2 separate regions of the Mus musculus genome follow, and region 2 is linked to region 1. Evidence: chromatin contacts called from public HiChIP or PLAC-seq data. All regions are on one chromosome and are shown on one strand. Each heading gives the region's core, a stretch centred on a gene start, on an enhancer-like site or on the middle of the called end of the contact. The rest is flanking DNA. Distances are from core to core; before and after follow the strand shown.

Region 1 (2,700 bases), core at 157-2,656:
TGAAGGAGTTCCAGCATGGAAAACCCTTGTCTGTGCCACTGCCACTTAACTGAGAGAGAAGGGCCAAGGGCTGGGGAGTGACCAACTGAGCCTGTTTTCTTCTTGATAATACTGCTAGCCTCTAAAGTGAGCCAGCATCTTAAGATATGAGAGGGCAGAAATGAAGCAATCAGACATAACAAACTATATCCCCCATTTCCACATGACTTGGCAGGGGCGGGGCGGGGGGTGGGGGGAGGAAGCTTGGCGCTTGCCAGGTATTGAGGATCTAACATTGTTAACAAGAAAAAACATGCAGAAGAGACTGACCAAAGAAACAAAAAAAAAAACAACTTACTCCGCTTCCCAGCTGCAAGCAGGTTGTGTTCTGGCTGCCCGGCAACTGCTTCTCCTCAAGGCCCTGGTTTCATTACAAAAGCTGTGCCTGGACTCATACAGCCAGGTTTACTGTGGAACAACACCAAAGCGCCTGCCCGCCTATCGATGCCACAAGTTCACAATTCATTTCAGAGCTACTGAAGACACTTTTGAGAACAAGGAATCCCCAGCGCAGACAGAGATGACCTCTGGATGTCACGTGGTCTCACTGCTGTTGTCACTCACTACACACAGACAGACACAGACACACAGAGACACACACTTGTTACCTCCAGAACCCTGTGGCCAGCCCAGCCTAACTGCGCCTATAAACATTGAGAGACACCACTCTCTGGCACTCTCAGGTTCAAGGTTGGGGAACGCCTTAAGACAAGGACCATGCCGTGCGTGCGCAGTATCTGTACCAGTAAATTTCTTTAGCTTAGAAACCCGTCCACGTCAAAACCAGAAGTAGAAGACAAGGCGAATCATGTTGCTACTGAATGTGACTGAAATCTACCATGATTTAATATCTACCATGTATTTAAAATTCTTAGATTAGGGGATATGAAATATGGGTGTGTGTAGGGAGATGGGAGTTGGATCTGGACAGAGTACAGTGTAAGTATGATCAAAACATACATGCCTGCATGAAAGTCTCAAAGAATTAACAAATTATTTTTTAAAAGTAAGCATAAAATAGAAACCTAGATTATTTCCTTCACACACACACAAAAAAAAAAAAAAACAGAAAAAAATGTAATCTTTGTAATGTAACTGGTAACAAATTTCATCTGGGTAACTTGTTTCTTTTTAATTCAGAAAGAAGAAAAACATACATATAAATATGACGTTTGTTTGGAAAATTACTTCATCCATGTACTGCCCAGCTCATAAAAACAAGCCTCCGTTCCAGCCAAAGGGGGACACTCTGACCTTGTTTACTGCAGTGTTTTGAAACCGCGGCCGGCCGCGTAACTCCTGACATCACTGACCATGCATTAGCACCCTCGCTGCTGCTGGCTGCACACACTGCCCCGCTGCCTCGCACAGCCCACGGGTGAACAAACACTGCAGTGCGGCCAGGACGGTGGCCTTAGCGCTGAACCCACAATGCTCACATGGGACCCATCATGAAATGCTGTAGTCTCTGGACATGCTTACAGAAGAGCAAAGGTCTGCTATGTCAGACTACCTTTAAGCCCCCAAATCCAAACCCAGCCCTGCCGGTCCTTTTCCACTCAAGAGACTGGCTTCCTTGCTCACTTCCGCCATATTGGCGAGAATTCTTGTCCAGTGCTTCACTGAAGGCAGGACCTCATTTCCGTCCGCATGTAGCTCCCCAGAAACTTTCCTGATAAGCTCATTTCACAGGATTACAGGATCTCACAGAGTGCTGTGTTGAGGGCTGATAAATATAAAGAACACACTTCTGGTACTTTGTCTAAGTGCTATCTTAAAAAGGAGGAATTTTCTCTTTTAAGTCTCAGACATTTTTCTTTTGCCTCCCTCCGTTCTTACTATGAGTATGTTAAAGCAAAGAATTGTAGCTGGAATCATATCATAACGTCATCTGTGAGGAGAACATCTCCGTATCTCACTCTCTTGAAATAAAATCAAACCCTGAAGCCATAACACTCGTGCCGTTCTACAGAATAGCCACAAGCCCACAATCACCTTATGTGAGAATGCTGAGAACTATCTTGGCTCCTTTGCTAGAAGCATTCGTAAGCATCAAGTCCTTAAACAACAACCATAGAGGCCGAGATACCTATCAGAGCAGCCCGGGCACTTTGTCAGAGTCGGGTAAACACAGAAACACCAGTTCACAACGCAGAGCCAAGCTGAAGAGCGGCAGAAAGGCCCCAAACACCACGCTCTAATGCCATGCAAGCTTCAAGTCTCCCCTGAGGAAATGGGACAGAGTTAAGGCCCCTGATAAAACAGGGGTAACACAGCCAGCCAGAGACAGAACCAGCAGGAAGGCTGCATGGCCAAGCACACGTTGGAAACATGAAATCGTTACCTCTGAGAGCTGCAGGGCTCTTCTTTTGGATCATGAAGAAGTGGGTGGCTCTCCGGGTAATCAGAACCGTTTTGATTTCCTCCAACGGAACCACCCCCACAGCCTATCTGGTTGGCATGTTACTTTTTATAATGAAAGCAAAGTCTGATTCAATCTCAAAGGAAAAGAGATGAAACAAAACAAAACAAAACAAAACAACCCTAACAGTCTCTCAGCTTGGGACCCACACATGCAGGGCTAAGTACGAAACAGAGCAAGATGACAGAATTTCCCTCTGAAAATTTCTGCTCCTAGGTATTTAGGCTGATTTACACTTT
Region 2 (2,700 bases), core at 42-2,541, 170 kb after region 1:
TCTGCCTCCCTGCCACTGGGGTTAAAGATGCATGCCATCATGCCTGACTTTACAAGGGTACCTGGCATCCAATCCCAGGTCCAGATGCCTGCACAGCAAGCATTCCACCAACTGAGCCACCTCCCTAACCCATGCTCCTGCTCAGCTTGTCAAGATAGGGTCTCACCCTCTAGACCTGATTGGTCCCGAACTTGTGGCAGTGTTGAATTTATAGTCAGGGGCCGCTGTGTGATTTTTTTTTAAAGTTTCTTGCCAGAAATTCATCACTGTTATCAAACTTGTTTCAATAAAGAGTGTTTAGTATAAAGAACAAGGATGTCAAAAACCCTTCATTGCAGTCCTTTCCCTGGTGCCAGGGGATGGCAGAGCACAGAACTCATAGATAACACTTGTTTGTTAAGAACTTCCTGAAAGGTGACAAACAGAAACCAAACTTTCAGTCAGACAAAAACCACATGGCTTAGGTTTGAGAATATTCCTTCTGTTCCAAAGCCACTCAGGGGTCCTTCGGCGTCTGCAGGAAGCTGACGCCCTGACACCAACTTCCATGGAGTTGCTGCTGTTGAGACTTCTGTAGGAACAGCATTCGTGGGTGGAAGGAACATGCCAGATCTCAGGGAACTATTAGATGCCTGTTGACTCAGGCGGCAGGACCAGCTGTGAACAGGAATGTATTTTTACGTAGCTGCAGTGGAAAGGAACAGGCCTGTTGAAATTATTGCCGAGGTGGGGACAGAACCTGCTGGGATATTTGTGGAAGGTTTGGTTTATGGGGGATGAGGAGATAGAGCTGTCTCAGGAGGTACAGCTTGAAGATTCTAAATTCAGAATTAATGCTGGGCATAATGGCACATGCCTTTAATCCCAGCATTTGGGAGGTGAAGGAAAGGGGATCAGGAGGTCAAGACCAGCCTTGGCTACATGAGACACACACACACACACACACACACACACACACACACACACACAGAGAGAGAGAGAGAGAGAGAGAGAGAGAGAGAGAGAGAGAGAGAGAGAGAGAGATTTTGATTGATTTTCTTGGATAGGTCACATGATTGAATGATATAGCTACCAGGTAAAGTCCTTTCAAAATTAGACCCCAACAAAGATTTCTTTCTCTCATGTTTCTGTATCTCCCACCCACCTTAGGAATGTCTTTTAAAAACACAAATCCTGCCAGCCAGCTGCCCCTGGAAAGAAGTCAAGTGGGATGACTTCCTGTTCAGGGGGAGGGAGCAGGGGGTGTCACCTCTGCTGCCTCTCCTCTCCTCTCCTCTCCTCCCAGCTCTTAGGCAGCGCGCAAAGATCTTCCTTCCTGCCTGCAGAGGAAGCCCATCGTGTTCTCTTAGCCCTACCTTGGCATTCCTTGATGTCTTTAGAGAAGCAGATGACCCCGGCTGAGCCAGACAGTCAGCAGAACAGCAGCTCTCGATGCTGCGTTTGGAAATTTCCATTCTTTGCTTGCAGCTCTGAAAAAAAAAAAATCTAAAGAGCCCAGTAGCTGGGAAATTTCCACAATGGAAAATTTTAACATATTCTTTAGCTCTAAACTGTGCAGGTTTATAGACATTATTTTTTTTTCTTTCTGGTAATTTCCTTCTTTAACAACAATTTATGAACATGGTACCACTGGAGCTGAGGGAACAGGAGGGCAGGGTGACCTAGGGGGTGGGCATAGCTTGCTTAGCAGGAGGCTGCACTATATAACGGTGTGACCGCTCAGAGCACCACCATCCTGAGGCCCGCTGGGTGGGAACTCATCCAAGTCGAGCTCACTTGCCCGGGAGCACTGCAGGGAAATCTGTGTAGAGCCTTGAAATGGAAAATGCACGGATACAACTTGGGAGCCTGACATGGTGAGTCACGTTGCCAGCAAAAGCAACCCTGAGCAGATGATGATCCCTAAGACCGCTGCTTCCTGAACCTGAACTTAAGCTGTAGGCTCTGATGCAGTCAGTTGAGGGTGGGAGCTAGGCTGCATTACCAACGGATGCTGACCATCCAGGTGATGCTGATGCTGCCCTTCCTGAGGACCACGGTGTGCGGCATAGCAAGACCTTCGTCAGCATGCAGCCAGTGCCCTGCTGGCTGAACACTGCCAGAGGGTGGCTGGAGGTGAGCTCAGGTGACAAAGTTGAGGTCTCAGAATGGAACTCAAAGTCCTCTGGAGAGATGCTCCATGTCAATCTGGATAAAGAGGCTCCTTTAGAATGGAGGGGGTGCACAGCATTGCCAGAGGCTTGGCTTGGAGAATGCCTGCAATCAGGACCTTTCCAGAGAAACTCATGTGTAACTGGTGATGGTTCCTTAGCTAAGCCTGGTTCCTGAATGGTTGTCCAGCACTGAGTGAATGACCAGTGAACCAGTTCCCAACACTGACTGTGACCCGAGAAGAGTCCTGAGAGGCAGTTTCTGCCGCTCATGTTCACTGTTATTGAAATAAACTTTTAAAGGGACTTGGAGATTTTCTTAACAGCTATCTCACCTGCTGGATAGAGGAAAGGAGAGGGAGAGAGGCAGAGGGGAGAGGAAGACAAGAAAAAGAGGAGGTAGCACTATTAGTCTAGGATGCTTCCACCTCGTGATCTGTAGTGTGTCTGCTCCATGCATTTTTTAAAGCAACACTTGACCTAGTTCTGACTTTCTATTCAGTTGGACTTGGGGTAGTTTATTAGTCCATACACAGAGGACGGAGCGGAG

What was found. HiChIP or PLAC-seq counts read pairs in DNA pulled down with a chosen protein or histone mark.
Region 2: a contact with region 1 is called in an H3K27ac HiChIP or PLAC-seq map of heart atrium, with 6 read pairs. The contact joins two enhancer-like sites. A contact is called at or near these places in 2 of 115 datasets of contacts at active chromatin or transcription factors (CD8 T cells and heart atrium).

Annotation. Positions count from the first base shown.
Region 1 is chr6:31,112,390-31,115,089 of GRCm38.p6, forward strand. The region is part of intron 3 of Lncpint (long non-protein coding RNA, Trp53 induced transcript); the gene reads right to left. Among named protein-coding and RNA genes, the nearest start is that of Mir29b-1, 51 kb to the left of the region's middle. Within about 2 kb of position 1,407, at least 89 of the 459 cell types and tissues checked have an H3K27ac peak or open chromatin away from gene starts, as enhancers often do. A contact at or near this core is called in heart atrium, where this site is marked.
Region 2 is chr6:31,287,265-31,289,964 of GRCm38.p6, forward strand. All of the region lies in intron 2 of 2210408F21Rik (RIKEN cDNA 2210408F21 gene), which reads left to right. Among named protein-coding and RNA genes, the nearest start is that of Gm38782, 45 kb to the left of the region's middle. Within about 2 kb of position 1,292, at least 85 of the 459 cell types and tissues checked have an H3K27ac peak or open chromatin away from gene starts, as enhancers often do. A contact at or near this core is called in heart atrium, where this site is marked.